Linked DNA regions of Mus musculus: region 1 is linked to region 2. A link is a contact called in public promoter capture Hi-C data. All regions are on one chromosome and are shown on one strand. The core of a region is the stretch at or near the end of the contact, and the rest is flanking DNA. Distances in the headings are between cores, read along the strand shown.

What was found. Capture Hi-C pulls out chosen DNA fragments and counts their contacts.
Region 1: a promoter capture Hi-C map of pancreatic islet shows a contact between it and region 2. The contact joins two enhancer-like sites. A contact is called at or near these places in 2 of 115 datasets of contacts at active chromatin or transcription factors (both in embryonic stem cells) and 4 of 9 other capture datasets (adipose tissue, embryonic trunk, liver and 1 more).

What each region holds. Positions count from the first base shown.
Region 1 is chr2:32,885,701-32,890,686 of GRCm38.p6, reverse strand. All of the region lies in intron 1 of Niban2 (niban apoptosis regulator 2), which reads right to left. Among named protein-coding and RNA genes, the nearest start is that of Gm13523, 5.3 kb to the right of the region's middle. Within about 2 kb of position 2,461, at least 56 of the 459 cell types and tissues checked have an H3K27ac peak or open chromatin away from gene starts, as enhancers often do. A contact at or near this core is called in pancreatic islet, where this site is marked.
Region 2 is chr2:32,814,331-32,819,556 of GRCm38.p6, reverse strand. Stxbp1 (syntaxin binding protein 1) reads left to right here. Exons shown (of 19, transcript NM_009295.2): 5 at 1,052-1,130; 6 at 2,168-2,271; 7 at 4,530-4,678. Among named protein-coding and RNA genes, the nearest start is that of Gm24165, 15 kb to the left of the region's middle. Within about 2 kb of position 2,431, at least 53 of the 459 cell types and tissues checked have an H3K27ac peak or open chromatin away from gene starts, as enhancers often do. A contact at or near this core is called in pancreatic islet, where this site is marked.

The DNA.
Region 1 (4,986 bases), core at 1,212-3,711, 71 kb before region 2:
GTTTGGGGGTTGGGGGTAGGGGATTATTCTTTCCCTTGCTGCTACAATTTTCACTGCTGGATGATACCTTCTGATACACTGTTTTACTTCCCTGTTTAGGCAGTATCCTGCCATACCATTTGGCTACATACTAGGCTACGGTTAAATCTCCTTGTGGGGTGGCTACATAGGTTTACCCAGGGCTTAGTCTCTTTCCTCTAAGCCTTGTGGGTGCACAGACCACCAATCTCTTCAGGTTACCACTTCCTGCCTGGCCTTTAGAAGTTCTCAAGGCTTCAGCCACAGCAACTTCAGCACTTATCTTTCTGCTGAGGGACACAAACTCCTAGCTCCCCAACCTCAGCACTGTGTGAAGCCAGCAACCTGACGACCCCCCCCCCCCGTTACTACACCTCTCTAAGACAGGTAACAAGGAATAAAGTCACTAAGAGGGTAAAAGTGCTTGCCTTGGCCTTGAACCCACTCAGGGGACCCTAGGCCATCAGGAAGCTGTTCCATCTGTGACAGGAGAGCAAACGACAATAATTATCCCACAGGACAAAAGCAAGCTCTCAAGGAAAGGTGGCAACTTCACAGCAGTCAACTGGACACGTCTTTGCACAGGCAGAACCTAGGGCTCTGGGCTTGGCAGCCACCAACTCAGTGTCAAGTACACAGGGGTCTCAAATGGGGCAGAGACCCCTGCCTGCCACCCTAAGAGTTCAGCCAAGTCCAGAGACAGGAGTCAGGAGCCCAGGAGGAGGGCCAGGCTGTCCAAATCCCTGGCCTTACCCTCCAGAACGAGAACAAAGATCTGAAAGGCAGTGAGTCACATTATGGAGAATGAGGCAGAGGAAGGAAACCCCGTGTGGATGCACGCACCTTGTGCCTGTGGCCGCAAACACAATAGGCCAGAGTGCTCCTTCCAAGAGGAACAGAGAGAAAGCCCGGGCTCCCCTACACCTGAAAGCAGCCAAGCCCATACCCTCCAACCATCCACCCCTGTGGACCACAAACCCCAAGCCCTCAGGCAGAGGGTTCCAAGGTTCTTATGCATCCAGGTTGGAAAGTGGTGCCCCCCCAATCTCTCCATCTGTCTCTCTATCATCTACTTATAAGTTTATATTTTGTCTGAATCATGTTTGGCCTGCGTGTACATGGGTACAACAGCTGCACAACTGTAGAAGTCAGGAGAGAGCTTCGGCTCCCTCCTATCTGGTGTTAGGGATGACTGTGAGTGACCACACTGGGACCTGGACCCTTTGCAAGAGCAACAAGCACACTTAACCGCTGAAACATCTCTCCGGCCCCATGTGGCTTCTTTTTATTCCCACCTACCTACGTAGTAAGTACCACGGTGCCATCATCACGGGAGTGATGACTCCCAGACACACACAAAGTCATAACCTTTGCAACCATTAAGGATCAGTGACACCCTTTTCAAAGGAGACACTTAACTGACCTAAAGGTGCTTGGCCAGTAGCTGGAAAAGCAGGCTGTCATCACCAAAGCCACTGTCCACCCAGGGAAGCCCAGGAGGAGCCCAGAGGAGCCAACCCTCAGATGCTACAAATGTTAGTAAGGAGGGCCACCCGGGTGGCCAAGGGCCCCACTGGGGACCACAGAATGAGGCTGAGAGTCCTGTAGTGTCTTTTAGTATCTATAACATGACTCCAAGGTACAGAAGCGCCTAGAAGGGTCTAGAGAAGGTAGTACATTGTATTATGGGGAAAGGGCTCAGACTAGAGGCAGGTGTAGTCCAAGGCACCACACAGCTCTCAGTCCATCTATTGCTGATTGGCCTCTTGATACACAGAGCTAGCCTCTTAAAAGCTCTCCATGTGACCAGGGCAGGGGGTGGGGAGGCGGTGGCAGCCCCTAATTGTACAGGAAGTCTGCTGGGCCCCATGTGGGTGGAGGGGCCCGGGCCAGCAGGGCAGGACCCCAAGTAGCTAGTCTTGGATTCCACTACACTCTCCACAGGAAAACAGGAAAGCCAAGCAGTGCTGCCTGCAACAGCTCTGCCTGGAAGGAGGCTTGGCCTCCTAGCACTAGGGGAGCCCTGGATCAGTAAGAAAATAACCCCTCTGCTTGATGCAGGAGCCCCCACCTCAGCCCAAGAGTAAAAGAGCAGCCTTTGAGGCTCCAGTCCGGTCAGAGAGACACAAAGGGCCTGCTGTGTGTACACACTTGACCCACACCACCTTCTCATCTTGTCACCCTGAAATGGGATCACCACTACTTTAAAGAAGGAGGAAACTGAGGCCCAGAAACTCGAGGAGACCTGACCAAAGTCACACAGTGACCGTCCTGAGCATAGCCTGGAGAGCTGTCCCGTGGTCGTTCCCAGAGAGCTGAGACCAACTCCACATAAGGAAGGGCAATCTGTCCCCCTCCCCTTTTCCTGGCAGCCTTAAATACGGGTGGGGGTGGGGTGGGAGGAGAGTGGCACGTTGGCTATTTTTAACCAGATGCAGTTTTCTGTCTGAGTGGACAAGCTGGGGCTGTCCTCAGACACAGGCCCGTCTGTGATGCCGCACAGAGCCTGCCTTGCTTGCTGAGAACTTGTTTATTTACTCAATTTTCAAAATTATAACCTCTGCAGCCTGGCCGAGCCCAGTCACCCTTCCTGGCTGCTTCTGGGCTGGGCCACAGCATGGAGGGCAGTCAGGCGCCCTGGGCCTCTGAGATTGTGGGCTCCTCTGTTCCCTCTCAGAGTCTCAGTTTTCTCAGTGAAGAAATAAAGGATAAGACTGTTAAATATTTCCTTTTGTTCTTCTTTCTTCTTTCCTACCTCCTTCCTCCTCCCCCTCTTTTCTTCCTTCCTTCCTTTCTTTCTTCCTTTCTTTCTTTCTTTCTTTCTTTCTTTCTTTCTTTCTTTCTTTCTCTCCTTCCTTCCTTCCTTCCTTCCTTCCTTCCTTCTTTCTTTCTTCCTTTCTTTCTGAGGCAGGGTCTCCTATGTACTCCAGGCTGGCCTTGACCTTGTGACCCTACTAGCCTCCTAACATTTAGATCATTTCAGTTTTCCCATCTGAGAATCCAGAAGAGTCCAAGCTAGAGGGAGAGAAAAAAAATCATCCAATACCCACCAGAAGCTTCAAGATCAAATCAGGGACTTCAGGTGCCTGTCAACTATGAGCAAACTTTCCTGAGTCCAGTAGGACATGGATGCCCAAAGCTTAAGCTCACCCCACACTCCATTCATTCCAAAGAACACACACACACACACACAGAGAGAGAGAGAGAGAGAGAGAGAGAGAGAGAGATTGAGATGGGCATGGTGGTTCTACCTTTAATCCCAGCACTCAGGAGGCAAAGGCAGGAAGGTCTCTATGATTTCAAGGATAGCCTGATCTACCTAGTGAGTTCCACAACAAGCTCAGCTACATAGAACACTGTAAATTTCAGGATTTGGAAAGTTGAGGCAGGCTGAGAGGCAGGAAGAATGCTTCAAGTTCAAGGCCAGCCTAGATAGCATGGTGACATTCGGTCTCAAAATAAACCTCAATGCTAAGGGATAGTGCCTCACTTGGTGGGATGCTTGCAGAGCGCGCACAGGGTGCTGAGCGCTGTCCCCAGCACCATAGGAAATGGGATGTGAGCCCATGCCTGTATTCCCAGCATGGGGAGGTAAAATAAAGAATCAGAAGCTCAGGGCTGGAGAGATGGCTCAGCAGGTAAGAGCACTGACTGTTCTTCCAAAGGTCCTGAGTTCAAATCCCAGCAACCACATGGTGGCTCACAACCACCCGCAATGAGATCTGACACCGTCTTCTGGTGCGTCTGAAGACAGCTACAGTGTACTTATGTATAATAATAAAGAAATCTTTGGGCCGGAGTAAGTAGCTGACTTTACCAGCTTGGTCTTGAGCGAGCAGAGGTCCTAAAAATTCAATTCCCAACAACCACATGAAGGAACCACATGAAGGCGCACAACCATCTGTATAGCTACAGTATACTCACATACATAAAATAAATAAATCTTTAAAAAAAAAAAGAAAGAAAGAAAAAAAGAAACTAAAAAAAAAAATTCGGAAGTTCAGAGCCATCTGGTTAGAGTTATCGCATGTACATGGCATAAGCCAAGCACTCTATGGGTACCCCAGAGGCAAGAAATGGGGCCAGTGTTCCCACCTTACTGTCACCTGAAGCTCCAAGGAGAGTGCCATGACCAAAGCCACACAGCTTTGTCCCATCACCACAGGCAGACACAGAGCCCCCTGGACAGGGCTGACGGTGTGTTCACAGCCATGGACTTAGAAAGGCATAAACATGCATTGCCTGTCACACAAACCACAGTTCTTGTTGGAACCTCCTTGGCCTGCACAAGAGTCCCACAAAATTAAGCCTATGTTACAGCCTCGTACCCAGCACATGGTTTACACTGGGCCTATGACAGCTTTCTGAACGAGTTCTATGTCCCTCGGCAAGGTCTCTGTGCAGTTAACATCCACTGCAGCTATTCTGCGCTTTCACACGGCTGAGCTGTCAACACGGGCCTAGTGACCACTGCGCAGGTAGGCAGAGGAAGGGACACAAACAAGAGGAAAGAGCTGACACATGTTCCTTGGCACTCAGACTGTGTGGCTTGCCTCCTGGCCTGTACCCTACAGGGAAAGGGAAAGTGGGGTTCGCACTGTACAACCATAGTTTATTCTTCTCCCTCCTGGATGTGCAGGTACCTACTAGAGTCCCCACCCACCCCCATCCTCACAGAAATCCTGATCCGAACTCTTTTTTTTTTTTTTTTAAGATTTATTTATTTATTTCAAGTATGTGAGTACACTATCACTGTCTTCAGACACCCCAGAAGAGGGCATCAGATCCCATTACAGATGGTTGTGAGTCACCATGTGGTTGCTGGGAATTGAACTCAGGACCTCTGGAAGAGCAGTCAGTGCTCTATACACTGAGCCATCTCTCCATCCCATGAACTTTCTTATTCTCATATTCTCTCTCTCTCTCCCCCCTCTCTCTCCAGAATTTCTCTGTGTACCCCCCAACTAT
Region 2 (5,226 bases), core at 1,182-3,681:
CTACTCAAGTTTTTCCACCTTGTTCAGATCAGATTCTTACAGGACCATTTTCCTCCTTTTTGCTGATAGTTTTTGCCAGATGTTTGGTTTTGCTGTTGTTTTTTATTTTTTTTAAAGATTTGTTTATTTATTATATGTAAGTACACTGTAGCTGTCTTCAGACACACCAGAAGAAGGAGTCAGATCTCATTACAGGTGGTTGTGAGCCACCATGTGGTTGCTGGGATTTGAACTCAGGACCTTTGGAAGAGCAGTCAGTGAGTGCTCTTACCCGCTGAGCCAACTCGCCAGCCCTGTTTTTATTTTTGTCAACTTGACACAAGTTAATCTGGGAAAAGGAACTTTGGTTTTGGAAATGCCAGATCATCCACCAGATGATCTGTAGGCAAGTCTGTAGGGCACTTCCTTGCTTGGTGACTGATGTGAGAGGCCCAGCCCAGTGTGGCCAGTGCCACTCCTAGGCCCAAGTGGTCCTGGGTAGTATGTGCTTTCAAAAATAAGCTGAGCGAGAGAGCAAGACAGTCAGCAGTGCTCCTCTGTAGCATCTGCCTAAGCTCCTGCCTCAGGTGTCTGCCCTGCCTTCCCTCAGCAATAGACAGTGATATAGGACTGTGAGCTGACGTAGGCCCTTCCCTTTCCAAGTTGCTTTTGGTCACAGTGTTTAGCTCAGCAATAGAAACCCCAAGGGCTTATTTATTTATTTATTTTTAAAATCCCCTGGTCTTCACATATTGCCTTCACTTTCAAAATCTGGTCTTCAGGTAAGTTTCTGCCAGAACATCCCTATGAATCTTCTCGAAGGTTCTGAACAGTTTTGTGAGTCCAGGTTCCAGTGGCACTGACACTGCCATTCTGGAGTGAACCACATTCTGGAGTAATCTTACCTTTAAGTGCTCAGAGCTGGTTGTGACTAAACACCAGAAGTACTAGAGACACACACTGGAAACCATTGTTGTAGTACAAGCAGCCCAAAACCAGTGGATTTAGTCAGATTTAGGTTGCACTGGCTTCTAAAATTGAATTTAATGTCCCCCTTCCCCCCTATTTACAGTCTGTCCACTCTCTGATCAGTGATTTTAAGGACCCGCCGACTGCTAAATATCGGGCTGCGCATGTGTTCTTCACAGACTGTAAGTACCCCATGGGCTGCTCCTGCTGGCCCAGGTTGGCATTTCTTCACAGTTCCATGGAGGCTGAGCTGGGGCAGGACAGCAGAAGAAATGAGCGGTACTACAGTTACTTAATCTTCTCTCTTCAGCAGATGAACACTGTAAGACACACACACACATGCACAAGTGTATACTCACACACATGCACAGGTATACAACATACATGTGAGTGTATACACACACATACGCACAAGCATATATTCACTCGTGCACAAGTGTACACACACACACATACACACACACGTTGAGTGTATACACACACATGCACAAATGTATAACACTATCAGAAAGAGAAGGAGAAGTAGTAGCAGTTGTTGTCTTTCTGATGAAAGCTAGCCCACCAGGCTCCTCTGGGAGCAGAGGGCTTCCTGCTGAGCACAGTTTCCGGGTGCTCCATTACAAGGCCATTCAGAATTCTCTGGAGCCCGTGGGCTGTTTCTGTGAGGTCTTTGGACCATAACTGTTCCAATGGGCTGGCCCAGAGTTGCCTTTTTGATTTTGTGCTGGGTTGTGTGTGGATAAGTTTTCCGAGTGGAGCAGCCACAGCGACAGAGTGGTAGCCTCGCCACTCTTCTCCCTCGGGGTAACACCCCAACCCCTGCTGAGACTGCAGAAAAGGAATGGAACCCCTCCTGGCACCTCAAGCTGTTTTTCCACCAGGAGCCTCCTGTGCTGGCTCTTGGTTCCATCATCAAATCTGTGTGCTTTCTTCCTCACCCTTTCTCAACGCCTGCTTGTGTGCTCTCCTTTGCCTGGAAGCAGCACCTAGTCTTTATTGGCTTGGGTAGCGCAGTCAGCTGCTGGCTGCTGTGTTGAGGGCCCTGCAGGTACTTTTCCATCTCTGGAACTCATGGACGGGATGCAGGTATTACTAGGTGCCTTTTTAGAATCTGAGTAAAAATAGGTGCAGTGACATCATGGCTGTTGACTGAGCTGGCAGATGAATGGACGGACAGACGGATGGACAGAAACCCCACTGTTTTTTCTCATTCTTGCAGCGTGTCCAGATGCCCTATTTAACGAGCTGGTAAAATCCCGAGCAGCCAAAGTCATCAAGACGCTGACGGAAATCAACATTGCGTTTCTCCCCTATGAGTCCCAGGTGCGGTCTGTTTCTGTGCGGATGTTTATTTAAGGGAAATGGGCTGCCATGGTGTCTGCCCGATGATGTCATCCCTTCACCCGCCCTTACTGACTGCAGTGGTCTCCGTGCTGCCCAAGCACCACCGAGCACTGCCCACTCCTCTTCACTGACTCCTTGAATAACCAAAGTAGCTTGTTCCTAAAAGGGGACGAGGAGGAAGGGCAGACTCTAGAGCACCCATCTGCTGCATAGGAGGCTGTTTTTATTGGCAGTTACCCCAGCTTGTCATGTGCTGAGAGCAGATGGTCACCTCCATCATAAGCTGTTAGCACTTCATCCACCCTTACCCGGAGGTTCCAACAGCAACTCCCCGTGGAAAAAAATATAAAGCTTTTATCTCCACAAAGGTAAAGCTGATTGAGAGAATATATGAAATTTATTTGAGTATGTTAGAGCTTATCCAAATGTTTTCTCTTGGCAGAAGGAACCAAAAACCATAGGATTTGTATGTGTTCTGTGGTATTGAAAGATATATATGGATCTTTATAGATGAGCTCCTAACACTGTGGGGTAGCCTATTGTTAGGCAGGGGCTGGATGGAGCTTGGGTGGTAGAGTGCTTCTCTAGAAGGCGCAAAGCCAGCTGCAGTTGGGCTTTATAAACTGAGTGTGGTGGCAAGCCTGTATTCCTAGCACTTGGAAGGTGCGTAGAGGCAGGAGGATCAGGAGTTCAAGGCTGTCCTCAGTTATAACAAGTTAGAGGTGAAGCTGGGCTATATGACACCCTGTCCAAAAAAAAAAAAAAAAAAAAAAAAAAAAAAAGAAAAGAAAAGAAAAGAAAGAAAAGAAAGAAAAGAAAAGGGAAATAGGGTGGGGAGGAGAGGAAAGAGAAAAAGAGAGGGGACAGGTACAATGTGAACATCAGAGCTGGCTCAGTGCCTTTTTGCTTGCCCTGAAACCTGTCTCCCCCTGGAGAGCCGAATATGCTTACCTGCTTCTCTATACCCCAGCATCGCCTAAGTAAACGCAGTCCAGGGTTAGCACATAAAAGCATTATTTTTCAGAAAGCATGAGAAAGTAGGAAGTTTAAAAATCAGTTTTTACCAGGCACACCTTTTGTCCCAGCACTTGGGAGACAGAGGCAGGCAGATCTCTGTGAGTTTGAGGCCAGCCTGGTCTACAGAGTGAGTTCTAGGCCAGCCAGGGATGTGTAGAGAAACCCTGTCTCAAAAATAAAACTAAATAAATAATACATACATACATACATACATACATACATACATACATACAAATCACGTTTTAAGTTGAACTTGTTCTCAACCCTGTAACCCAGCACTTAGGATTCTGAGGTCAGAGAAGTACCTCAAATCTAATACGAGCCTGGGCTAAGTTGTGAGTTTCAGGTCAGCCTGAAGGACAGAGTAAGGCCTTGTCTCCATCATCACCACCACCACTTTCACAGGGAGGTGCAGGTAGTTTAACAAGTGAGAACTTGAGAGAATCCTGAGAGTTGGTTGGCTTCATCTTAAAGAGAGAGTCGAACTTCCACAGCCCTTTACAGAAAGGGGTGGGAGGAGGAGGAGGAGGAGAGTACTTAGAGCAGTTTGCTGGAGACAGGATATCATTAAACCTATAAAAAGCTCCCTTATTTGCCCACAGTTGTGGCACAATCTCCAGATCATGCGTTGTTTATTGAAAGCAAACTCAGACTGGCCTATGAACACTTGCACTGCTCTCCAGCATCGCTCACAGGACACGCTAGGTGCACACACCACACCCTAAGTAAGATCTTGGGCTTCACCCTTCCCTTCTCGAGCCTTCTGCTGGCAGCAAACACCTCACCTCCTTGAGACCCTTCTCAGACCTCCCTCCCCTGTGAGTCCAGGCATACACATGCACATGCACGCACACCCACGTATGCACACCCATGTATGCATACACACGTGCACACGTGCGAACACACACAGAGCCATCTGGGGCATTCTTTGCCTGCTTTACTCTTTCCTCAGCTGTTTACAGTTTTCAACCCCATATAGTTTATTTCAGAGTGTTTAATGTCTGTCGTCCCCTGCTATGTGACAGACTCCTTGGGAGCAGAGATGTTTTGGTCACTAACAGTTGAAGTGCTTGGCACTGGAATAAACAAAAGCATGAGCAGGCCACCAGGGTGGCAGATGGACGGATGGATGGATAGACGGATAGCTGGATGGACAGACAGACGGACATTCCAGCTGCTCACTGATAGGACTTACACCCCTGCCTGCTCTGTCGCTCCAGGTGTATTCCCTGGACTCCGCTGACTCTTTCCAAAGCTTCTACAGCCCTCACAAGGCGCAGATGAAGAATCCGATACTGGAACGCCTGGCAGAGCAGATCGCAACCCTGTGTGCCACCCTGAAGGAGTATCCAGCTGTGCGGTATCGGGGGTAAGGCACCATGCTAGACTGGTCTGGGTGGCATCTTTTGTGTCCCACAGATACCTGAGGTCAATCCCTAGAACTCATGAAAAGATGGAAGGAGAGAATCAGTTCACAACTCATGTACACATGTGTGCCATGTTCATGCCCTAACACAGATCACAAAATAATAAATAAATAAATATATATATTATCACAATGATTTTATCTGTTAGCACATTCAGAAAAGAACATAATACATATTTGGTTGTTGAATAATTAAAATATAAACCTCCATGCCATTGCAACGCATATTTCCTCATTTTTAATCTCTTTAAAATGTTTTCAAACCAACCTCTCTTTGCAGAGGTTTTGAAAGTAAAGTACAAAGTCAGGCTTGGTGGGACGCATCTGCGGTTATAGCACTTGGGAAGCCGAGGCAGACAGATCAGGAGTTCCAGGTTGCCCTCAGCTAAAAGAGAGAGAATGGGGTGGGGGTGGCAGGTGAATAATTTTCTAAAGGGCAGTCTTTGGATTTTTTTCTGACAATTTATTTATTTTTATGTTTATTGGTGTTG